2 separate regions of the Mus musculus genome follow, and region 1 is linked to region 2. Evidence: chromatin contacts called from public promoter capture Hi-C data. All regions are on one chromosome and are shown on one strand. The core of a region is the stretch at or near the end of the contact, and the rest is flanking DNA. Distances in the headings are between cores, read along the strand shown.

Region 1 (5,674 bases), core at 2,239-4,738, 1.1 Mb after region 2:
TCAACAAGGAACCGAGAATCCATCTATGATCATCTTAGCCAGTGATCTGTCTGCTACACCTCACTTTAGGAAGTACAGTCTGCATGTATTCTCTAGTAGTTGTATAAAGTAGTATTTCTAAGATGTGTTTGCAAACCCCCCTGGGAGCTTGGATGTGCGAGTGCAGGGTTCTAACAATCACCAGTGTAGAAGCATTGCGTCCTCTGGTCCCCTTTTCCAGACTGTTTCTCATCAGACTCCCATTTTGAGGGTTAGGAAAGAGGATAGTCAGGGCTGAATTGTCTAAAAGAAGCAGCCTGATTTAGAGCTGGGTGCAGTAGTACATGCCTGTTGCCTGAGTTTTTCGAAAGGATGAGGCAGAAGGATTGCTTGAGTTTAGGAATTTGAAGTCAGCCTGGGCAATAGTTTAAGACCCTGTTTCTTCAAAATATTTTAGGGTTGAGGTTGTAGTTCACGTGTTTAATGCTCTCCTAGTATTCATGAGCTCTGCTATCTTGTTCACCAAAGTCATTTCAGCTGCTACACCGTTCTCTCTCTCTCTCTCCCTCTCTCTCTCTCTGTCTCTGTCTCTGTCTCTCTCTTCCTTATCTGTATATGTTCTAGGGTGGGTGTCTCCAGTTCCTTACGTCAGTTATGGATGTGCAAAGGTTTTACAGATGGGCGAAACTGCATAGTTCTTATCTTTTAAAGTACCTTTATAGCAACACATTGTGCTGATGTCTCCAGGAGACTGCAGACAGTGATTCCCGGGTGTGGTTCAGTGGAACGACATTTGCCCAGTATGCAGGGTGCCTTGGATTCCTGGTAGCTAGGGAGTAGATGGTAAAGCTTGGCAGAGCTTGACGTGAGCTCTGGAATGAGGTTGTGAATTCTAGCTAGGCCAGCTATGAGCAATGGCCCTTGGCCGGACATTTTATCTGAGTTGCCTTCTCTTTAAAGGTACTATTACCTACATATTATAGAGTTGCAAGGATTAATTAAGGTGACTCATGCACTATAGTTAGATAGTGACTTGAAACAGTAAGCACTGCATTGTAGCTTTGTTCAGCTAAGCGTGGCAGTGTGTGTGTGCCTGGGATCCAGGAGGATCACAAGTTCTCCACCAACTTAAGCAATTTAGCGAGATTTTTTTTTTGCCTCAAAATAAATTTAATTTTTCTTTTAGATAGGATCTCTTTATATACTCCAGGCCATCCTTGAACTTACTGTGTAGCCAAAGATGACCTTGAACTCCAGAGTTTCCTGCTTCCACCTCCCAAATGTTGGGGTTATAGATACATGTGCCATTCCTGGTTCCTCACCATTTTTAAAAACAGGGCTTTGATGTAGCTCATGGCTTAGCATATGTGAGACTCATGTAACCATATACACGTTCCTGTACACACACACACATACAGAGAGAGAGAGAGAGAGAGAGAGAGAGAGAGAGAGAGAGAGAGAGAGAGAGAGAGAGAGCAAACTACTGTCTACTGTCTACTGAAGTTTGTTTACCTATAGGAGATAATGTTAAGACGATTCTAGAGCCCGAATTCTCCCACTTGATCTTGACCACCAGGGGGCACCGTTGTCCCTGAGCATTTTGAATCTTCCCAAGGTCACAATTATGTCAAGTCTTTTCTGTGGCCCCTTCCTGTTCTCATGCAGGTATATTTGGACCTAGAGTTTTCTTAGCTGTTATATTCATGCCAGTCTTAACTTTCCCACCTATGTTCAGAAAGAAACTGTAGGGCTAGGGGTGTGGTTTGATGTTTGAGTATTAGTAATAGCATGTTACAAACCGCATTCACTCCCAGCAATGAGGGACAGACTGATACAGACTCAGCTTTTGGGCGAAACCACTTAACCCCCTTCATCTCTGGGCTTTCACATTGATTTTATAACAATGGACATCAGGATTAAATAACTTCAAATAAATAAAAATTGGACGTTAAAGTACAGAATCCTATCAAGGGGCTTAAAAAGGATGGCATTCTCTCTGTAGTTATTAAAACTCCAGTTACCATTATGGCCACCCAATAATTGTCCCTTCAGCAGCCTCACCTGATGGGGACAGCCTCTGGTTACTTACGGCACTGGAGTTCAGGCCTCTGATCTGCTAGCTAGTCTCTGTGGATAATTAACTATGGGGGAAGGAACCAGGTCAGACTATTCTGGGGTTATGAGGAAACCCCATGTGAGATGCTAAATTGGGAGCCAATATTGATCAGTGAAGCTTTGAAGTCCCCGGGGAGGTGGTCTAAGGTTATTGCTTCTCAAGAGGCGCAGCTTCTCTTGATAAAGTTCTCTCATAAGAACTACCTGACTTCCAAGCTAGAACAACACTACTGGGCAGATATGAATATGTATATGAGAAAACTTGAGGAAATAGGGGTTTTCTTTCTCTTTTCCAAGTCTAAGCCACAAACTACATCCTCTATAAACAAGGACTATCTGAACTTGGCTTACATGGATACTGAGACCTCTGCACTTTGTTACTGTCATGTGGTGAGATAAAAGGATTGTACATTTGAGGCTTGGTGGTTACAGATAAGGTGCTCTGATCATTGGGTCAGCTTCTCTCCACCCTTAGGCCAATTTCACAGTAGGCACAGGAAAGTACAGAAGTTCTGAGGTGTTCTACCCCGGGGCATTTAAGAGTGATGTGTAAGATCATTAAATCCTTGTGTCATTCACTGCAATGTTTTCTGAGGGAGAAATAAGAGAGAGAGCCAAGTAGGATAAACGTCCTCGAGTCCTTTGGAAATACTGTGAATGATGGGACGAAAAGAGAGTGTCTAACACCTGATCTTGAGTGGAGAGTTGCAGCTCCTGATCCTGTGTCTGAGGTGGGCTGGCTCTATGGGGTTTTATGATATGGGGTTTTATGAAGAATGTCAGAATCATAAGGCCCAGGACCCAAAGACTGAAAGGTTCCTTCATATTAAGGGGGCTTTTGTAAGACTTAGACTCCATATAGTTCACAAACATCACTAAACATTCAGGCTTCTGGTTTTGCTCTTCTCCACATAACGGGGTCAGTATCTGTAATTTCAAGATTTCTTCTGTTCACAAATGACCATCAAGCAACTAACTCTGGCATCATAGCGGGCTTTCTGCGTGATGTCACCTCCACGGCCATGAAGTCATTAACCAAAGACATTCTTTAAGAAAGCATGCCAAGCAGGTAGAGGAAGTGCAATGGTCAGTTGCAGTGTTCAGTGACCTTCAAACGTCGCGTGCTGGAGCTTTATCTTCAGCATTCTCCGGAGAACCCGAAATGTGTTAAGGGCAAAGGGAAAAGCCAAAGAAGGAAGTTAACTGAGTTCTCAGGCACATCCTTAGACACCTACAATCCCTTTCCCACCCACTCCTAATTAGCCTAATCCGTACGGTCCAATCCTCCCCGCGATAACATCTGTCAAAGGCTCAGATCCCGCCCCTCTTCCATTTTGGGCCAATGGTCGAGGCCGGGGTGGGTCGCCGGAGGGGGGCGGGCTCAAGTTTCGGGCAGAGGGCGGGGCCTCGCCGAGGACCCTGGGCTGGGCGCCTGTGCCGGTTTGTCTACCCTTCCCCTCAGCCGCCTCCTTTCAACCTTGTCCGCCGGTTGGCGCGGTCTCCATCACAGCGGCGACCGCTCCTGTTGCAGCTGTAGCTCTCTCCCTTCGGTCCCTTCCCGCCAGGTCCCGGAGTTTCGCCCGCCATGGCTCTACTCACTGCAGCAACCCGGCTCTTGGGAGCCAAGGTGAGCTTAAAGGAGGGAGCGCGCCGTGGCGCGCGGGGTGGGGCTGAGGCGACCGCAGGGCCTCCGGCACCGGCTCTCCCTCCCACACCGGAGCGCAGCCCTCCGCGCCTTAAAGGGGCCCGACCCTGGCGAGCCGCCAACCCTTCCCAGAGCTCCTAGGCCATGTGCTGCGTGCCCTTCCGGCTAAGGTGAACGCTGCCGGCCCCGGCCTGCAGCCCCCGGCGGCCGGGAGGCCCGCCTTCTGTCATATCAAGTATCCAAGGTGCAAGCGAGGGATGCAGGGCCCTGGCTGCAAGGCCAGAGAGCAAAGATGTGGCGTGGTCCCCCGAATTAGGGAGAGAACTGTTGGAGGAGGAGTGGGGGATGTATAAATATGCTCACTTGGTCACTGGGGCTAATTTGGGCTCTGCTTTGTAGGGTGAGTCCTGTCAGGACCTGTTTCTTTCCTCACTGTAATTGAAGCCTGTAAGTGACCCCGCCGTTTTAGTTTTGTTAGGGGACTAGAGCCCCCCAGCTCCTCTTTGTCCTTGGGACTCCTGCACTTAATGTATATAGGAGGAGCTTGAATAGGGTGGGGCATTTCTGTTAAACCTGCTGATTATGTATCACATCAGGCTCTAGGTAGAACCAGAAAGGTTGTTCCTCCAAGCTACAGGCCAATAAATGAAGACAGGCGTGAGGTAGTAACACCAAGGTCACATGACTCAATTCTACTACCTACCAGGAGTACTTCCCCTTATTCCCTGGCGGCCCTTTAATTTGATGGTTTGCCTTTTGAATTCTGAAGTTCAAGTCCAAGTAGGGATAACTCTTAATTTCACGTTATCACTACTTTTTTGCTCAGCATAACTTGGGCCTTTAAACAGAGACCCAGCTATGCTGAGGGAATTTCAGCTCTAACCCAAGTGGGGACAGTCCCACAAATGACCTTGGCTTCTGTTTTAGTTTTAAAGGAACTAATAGGTTTTTCTCATCAGTAGATAGTTTGAAGCAAAGTACACCTGGAGGAAAGAAAAGACTTAGAATGGTATTAACTTTCTGTGTGAGATGCATAGTTGTCAGATGTACCACAAAACTTGTAGGGTTTATCTTGGGGCTTTTCTGTGTCTGGCAACAAGGTAGAGACTGGTTATTTGGTAGACACTTGTCTTACTTGGCTGTTGCTACTGCTGCTGCCAGGGAACTGGGTAAGGAAACCTCTTGGGAAATGAAGCAAGTTCTAGACGGTGTTTGGCAGAATGGTGGACCTATAATTAGATCGGTTCAGGAGCTGCTAACCCAGACCAGATAGTCTAACACAACAGTGAACTTGAAAAAGCCTTTGGTTTTACTTTTTTTTTAGTTTATCTTGCTTCATAAAGCCCTAGGAAATGTCATAATGCTTTGGGAGGGTGACTGGGCCACATTTGTGTTGTCATTCTTTACTTTTATGTTAGAAGTGAAGTTGAGGATCCCAGAAACTTTGCTAGTCTTTTGTACTCTGTTGGTCAAGTTGCTTGAGTTGCTTGAATCTCAGTGTGCCTTGCACTGAGCATGATGGTACGTGGCTGTAATCCCAACACTGAGGAAACGGAGACAGTGGGTACATAGTAAGTTTGAGGCCATCCTGAGCTACCTGCTTCTCCCAAGAGGTGAGGCTTACTCTTGAAATCAGCAAGGGCAGCCAGGTGGTGATGTCACACACCTTTGCCTGCAATCCCAGAGGCAGGTGGATCTCTGTGATCTGGAGCTGGAGACCAGCCTGGTCTACAGAGTGAGTTCCAGGATAGCCAAGACGACACAGAGAAACTTTGTATACAAAAAACAAAAAACAAAAAACAAAACAAAAAAACCCAAAACAACAACAAAAAAATCAGCAAAGCCCAGAAACAGGACATGGGGACTCTCAACTGTAAAACAAACACTGGGAGGCTTAGACAGGAGGATCATTACAAATTCAAGGACATCCTGGGC
Region 2 (5,780 bases), core at 2,334-4,833:
AGTGGGCAACCCTTTCTCTCATGACTGGTTTCAGGTTTTTTTTTTTGTTGTTTTTTTTTGTTTTTTGGTTTTTTTTTTTTTTTTTTTTTTTTTTTTTTTTTTTTTTTTTTTTTGGTTTTTTGAGACAGGGTTTCTCTGTGTATCACTGGCTGTTCTGGAACTCACTCTGTAGACCAGGCTGGCCTCGAACTCAGAAATCCACCTGCTTCTTCCTCTCAAGTGCTGGGATTAAAGGTGTGCACCACCACCACTGCCTGGCCACACCTGAGTTTTACATCTGCCTGTGGGTCATGCCAATAAAACAGTGGGGCCTCAAGGAGATGGCCCCTCCCCAACAGCTCCAGAACATAAGTCCTAAGGCATGCTGGGAGACAGCAAGAGTCTAACATGTCTAACAACATACTCTCTACATTGCCTTTTTTTCTTAAGTCAAGAGACAGTGAACTTGGAGGAAGCCAACGGGTAGGAACTGTGATCTCTTACCCCCTGGACGCCAGGCGGGAAGACATATTGGATGACAATGGTGCCATACTTCTCGTAGCTGGGCAGCAGGAGGGTGGCATCCTTGGAGACCAGCATCCGTCCGTTCTGGGGCTGGTTGCCCACAAGCTGCCCGTAGAATCGGCCGCACATGGGGCAGGCCTTTTTCACCTGCAGGGCCCGTGTGATGCAGCCCTCACAGAAGGAGTGCCTGCACTTCTCCAGCGTCTTGGCATTCTGTATCTCCCCCAGGCAAATGGGGCAGGTGGTTTCCTGCTCTTCAGCGTCCTCTCTGAGACGAGGAGGGAGTGGAGGGGGCAGGGGAGGAGGAGGAGGGGGTAGCCCTCTTGCCCCTGGGGGCAGGAGTGGGGCTGCTCGGAGGGGAGGAGGGCCTGGGCGGTGCAGCTCGGGGTGTTCCCCTCCACCCCCCAAAGCCAGGCAGCCCATGAGCTCCCCCTGCCTCTGGGCTTTCTTTAGCTCTTTCTCTGCCTCTTTCAGTAGCCCCTTGAGAGCCTTCCTGGCCAGGTAGAGCCCATTGGGAGGGGCTGGGGGAGGACCCTGTGGGGACAGCTGGAGCACGTAGATGTCAGAAGTCTCGCCATCTATGAGGATGGACACCCGATGCTCCTCCCGAAGCCGGGCCAGCCGGGCTGGGGTCTCCTTGCTCAGGAAGTCCCACACAGGCTTGGAGACAGTCACTTTGTTCTTGCAGGAGCCTCCACAGGCTGCCATTCTGGACAGGACGAACGACACTGCCCCCAGGGTGAAAGGGACTCAGAGTGGGGAGTCCCCATTTGACAGATAAATGTGCCTCTTACTTCAGGCTCCTTCTGAACCCCCTGTGTTACCTCTGTTTCCCTCAAAGCCAACCCCCAACACTGCCCACAAACCGGTTGGTTTTCTATCTCCACTTCTGTCCCATAGCCCAGCACCCTCTGGGCACAGGTTTCCATATTTCATCGTTATCTAAGCCAAGCACCAGCCCTGCTTGCTTCTTTCATTTCTCCCCTGAGCACAACAACCTGCCCCTTCTCCCCAAGATGGAAAAAAAAAAAGGTTCCTCCAAGGGAAGGAGGCTCCCCACCCCTACCCCACCCCATCCCACCTCCGTTTGCTTTGCTCACTTTGATCCGGAGGAGCTTAGAATTGGCATGCAGGCTCACTCTCCTTTCCCCCTGATACCTGGAGATCCTGTGGCCTGGTGGAATGGGAAAGAAAAGAAAGTAAGGGGGCTGGAGAGATAGCTCGGTGGTTAAGAGCACTGACTACACTTCTAGAGGTCCTGAGTTCAAATCCCAGCAACTACATGGTGGCTCACAACCATCTGTAATGGGATCTGATGCCCTCTTCTGGTGTGTCTGAAGACAACAAAAGTGTACTTATAATAAATAAATAAATAAATAGATAGATAGATAGATAGATAGATAAATAAATCTTTAAAAAAAAAAAAAGCTGGGCAGTGGTGGCGCTTGCCTTTAATCCCAGCATTGGGAGGCAGAGGCAGGCGGATTTCTGAGTTTGAGGCCAGCCTGGTCTACCAAGTGAGTTCCAGGACAGCCAGGGCTACACAGAGAAACCCTGTCTCAAAAAAAAAAAAAAAAAAGAAAAGAAAAGAAAAGAAAAAAAACAGGAGGAGGAGGAGGAGGAGGAGGAGGAGGAGGAAGGAAAACTATTCCCCAACCCCAAAGCCCCAACTCAGGAGCCCTTGAAATGGCCAGGAACCTGGGGTAGGGGTACTGGAAATGGGGATTTCTTGGAATACAGGAGGAACCCGAAAGCTGAGGTTCTCCTGGGGCACGGGTACCTGAAAAGACCACAGAGACGAAGGTAGCAGAAGTCCCTCCACCTCCACCTTCAGCTGGCCAGAGCTGGAGACGAGGAAGGTAAAGAGTTATGATAGCATTTCCTCAGCCAGCCCAGACAGAAAACGCTCTTCTAGTTCCTCTCCTCCCCTGCAGAATCCTCTCCAAGTTGCTCAAGGAACTTCATCAGGCTAATTCCTCTTTTCCCCCCAGTGCAGAGGGAGATCCTAGATGCAGATAAAGACAGGAAGGAGAAAAAAAAAAAGGGCCTCACAGGATGAAGGTCGTACACGCCACCTCCCTCAGATTACACTGACAGAAATATCTCCTAAACTCCTCGCTTTACGTTCTCGAATAGTTCAAGTCCCTGTTGTTGACAGAGACCTTTCCTTGAGAGCCGGAAGTCTGTTAGGGATGCCAGCAAAGTGTTAGCAGTCCCGCAATAACAAAGTTCTCATTGTCACCTTTAAACCCAGTGCCCGCAGAGCTGCTGTCAGCTGCAAATCAAGCAGGAGCTTGGCTAGAGGGACCCGAGGTTTTCCCCTGAGCCCTGTCACAGCCCAGCTCCAGGGCCTTTCCCACAACACAAAGTGCAGCTCAATTAGGAAGAGGGGCCATTCATGTGACCTCAATTCCTTGTGATCCAAAAAGAAGCCTCTGTCCGTTTGTGCCTCCATCATAGGGTCCTTGAGATGAAAACCTAAGCATCTCAACCCGCATGGTCTGTGCACGGTGAAATGCCCCCTCCCCACCAGAGAGAACCCAGGATCTAGGTGTCCTAGCTCCAAGTCCTGCTGGCACGGCACAGGGAGGCGGGGCCACAGTTTAGTCTGGGTCTAGCATTCCTCTGGGGCAAACCAGGCCGGACACCAGACCAGCCTCTTCCTCCAGACAGCGGCCGCTGGCAGGGACGGCGAGAAAGGGCAAGGGTCCCCTGGGGAGGTGTCCACTGAGGCACCCCCCACCCTTCTCCCCGAGACTGCCCCCGGATCCATCCAACCCGAAACCAACTCCCGCATCCCTACTCGAGGAAGCCCCGGAGTCCCGCCGCTTGGTGAGGGTGTGTGTCCACCCGACTGCGGCCCTCAGAACCCCCAAATGGAGGCCAGGGCTGAAGGTGCGGGAAAGATGATGGGCCCGGGCCCCGAGGGCGCCCTCTTCTCCCGCGGCGCGCGCGTGGGGGTCCAATGGCGGAGGAGGGGGCGGAGGGAAGCGGGGGGCTTGTGAGGGTGCGGACCCGGCCTGGGGGGGCACGCGGTGGGTGTGGGGGCGCCGGGCTCACCTACCTCTCGTCAGCGCCGCCATTGCCGGTCACATGACTGAGGCTGTTGCTGGGATGACGGTCCGGGCCTTAGCAACAAGGGGCGGGGGGGTGGGGGGGAGACCCTGAGAAGGTGGAAGGGGATGCCGGGGTGCAGACCGAGAGAAAGGAAGGGAGAGCACCCCTCCCCTTGGTGGGTGATAATCACCGTTTCCTTTGACCCCCTCCTACCCGGGAGCCCCTGCCTCTGCCCCAAAACAAAAATGGAGGCGCAGTTCCAGTCTTTGGAGGGAGGGGTGGCGTCATGTAGCCGAGGGTAGGAGGTTAAATCCCTTAGAAACGCCACTCTCTTGGCTTCCCCCTCCCGGAGGAGACCTCTCCCCACTTCTTTCCCAGCCAACTGCGTTGCACTCTTAGGAACTGGTAGGGGTGGGAGCAGTGTCGGTGGGTATATAGATTGAAGGGGAGGGAAATTTTTTTGAAGTCTTACGCTGGAATATGTTGGATGGGAAGTTTAAAAAAAAAAAAGGAAAACATTGGTACTACAAAATAAACCCTGTGACTAAACTACTTCAATCCCCTCCCTCAACTCTTGCCTCCTTCCAGACTGTTACCTCCGGTGACCCCCCCCACCCCCAACCCTCGCAGCCTGTTACCAGAAGTGGGCTGGTGACTAGTTTTCCACAAGTAAGGACACTGGTCTGTGCAGAACGTGAGGTGGATAGATCCTTTAAAAATGGCTCAGGGTGGTGTTAGTGTCAAGTACATGGCTCAAATAGAGTTAAAAATTCCCAAAGAAAAAAAGCTCTGCTCCGCTCTGCTTCCCGTCAGAGCTGTCTCCGCCTCCTCCAGCTCACTTCCCTGGGGCTACATCAAGCCAGGTTTTTCCACCAGCCAAGAGACCTCCTCAGCCAAGAGAAGAGGTACTGACTCTCCCAGACTAGCACCAACCACGTCATCCACCCCTCTCCATCCCCTCCCCCCTGAACTGGAGGACTGGTCACTCCTTCACTTTCCCAGGACCCTGCTGGACTCTTCCTGGCCTCTAAGCAGATAGCTTTCCCAGGAAGTCTGCGTGAACAGAGAATTCCTTCCCACAGAGCTGGTACCCCAAGAGGCCCACTAAAGTTAACAGATGGAGGAGCAAGAGCATAATGAAGACAGACACACCATCCCACTCCCACTCTGGCCGCCACAAGGTTGGCGACTATTTTCCCGCTCCCATGTCCACCCCACAACTCCAAGTCCACAGTCATCTTAGAACACCCCCCCCCCACACACACACACACATACTCAGGAGCCCAACACCTTGAAGACCAATATTTTTCAGTTGGACTCTGTAACTCTTAAACATAGGATGGGTTACTCAGTTTTTTAAAAAACAAAAACTTCTGTGAATGACTTAGATCAAATAATTTATTTTATTGTGATATCGGGAGTAAATATACATATTTTATTAACAAAACAGATGGAAAACGGAAGCAGTAAGTGAAGATGGCAACACTGCCCACGACCACAGCCGCACGGTGAGACCCCAGTTGTTAAGGGACCGGAGTCACTTATTGCATTCAACAGGGGAAAGGTTGCTTGAGGGATGGGAGACTCAGCAGGTCCCACCCACCCCAACCGGGCACCCATCTTGCTGCTTCCTTTGGTGAGGGAGGTGGGCTTCTCCCTGAGGACCTCATGGACACACAGCAAAGCAGCTCCTTGCCTTCAATGCCCACCCCACCTCCAGAGCGCCAAACAGCGAAGATGAGTGGCTTGCTTCCAAAGGCTTTAGGCAGAGACAAAGACAATCTATCTCTCCTTAGAATCATTTTCCCCAAGATGGTCTCCTGTTTCCTTGGCTGGCCTCAACCTCGTCAAGTAACTAACTGGCGATGACCTTGAATGCCCCATCCTGCTTACCACTACTTCCCAGGGCCAGGAGTGCAGGCGTGCACCGCCACGCCTGGCTTAAGTGGTGCTGGGGGTGGATCCCAGAGCTTTGTACATGCTAGGCAAGCACACTACCAACTCAGCTATGATCTCCAGCGCTCAAACCCAAACCTATTTGGAGTGTTCCTGAGACCAGGTCTCACTCAGTAGCCCAGGCTGGACTTGAACTCTCAGAGCCTCCTGAGTGCTGGCTTTACAGGCACGAGCTGGGAGAGCTAAGATGCCTAGCAGGTCCTCTCCATTCTGAGGATGGCGTGCATTAATATTCAGCTGTCTTTGGAGAGGACTGGGTGGAT

The links. Capture Hi-C pulls out chosen DNA fragments and counts their contacts.
Region 1: a contact with region 2 is called in a promoter capture Hi-C map of adipose tissue, with 2.7 times the contacts expected there. The contact joins the promoter of Cs here to the promoter of Dtx3 in region 2. A contact is called at or near these places in 2 of 39 promoter capture datasets (the C10 cell line and neural stem cells) and 2 of 9 other capture datasets (adipose tissue and liver).

Annotation. Positions count from the first base shown.
Region 1 is chr10:128,334,239-128,339,912 of GRCm38.p6, forward strand. It overlaps Cs (citrate synthase), which reads left to right and starts at 3,489. Exons shown (of 11, transcript NM_026444.4): 1 at 3,489-3,721. The coding sequence starts at 3,680. It overlaps Gm51822 (a long non-coding RNA gene), which reads right to left. Exons shown (of 2, transcript XR_003949053.1): 2 at 2,901-5,674.
Region 2 is chr10:127,192,126-127,197,905 of GRCm38.p6, forward strand. It overlaps Dtx3 (deltex 3, E3 ubiquitin ligase), which reads right to left and starts at 3,584. Exons shown (of 6, transcript NM_030714.2): 1 at 3,569-3,584; 2 at 2,285-2,509; 3 at 1,605-1,678; 4 at 484-1,232. The coding sequence starts at 1,605. F420014N23Rik (RIKEN cDNA F420014N23 gene) reads left to right here and starts at 3,124. Exons shown (of 3, transcript NR_045716.1): 1 at 3,124-3,342; 2 at 5,012-5,069. It overlaps Pip4k2c (phosphatidylinositol-5-phosphate 4-kinase, type II, gamma), which reads right to left. Exons shown (of 10, transcript NM_054097.3): 10 at 4,942-5,780.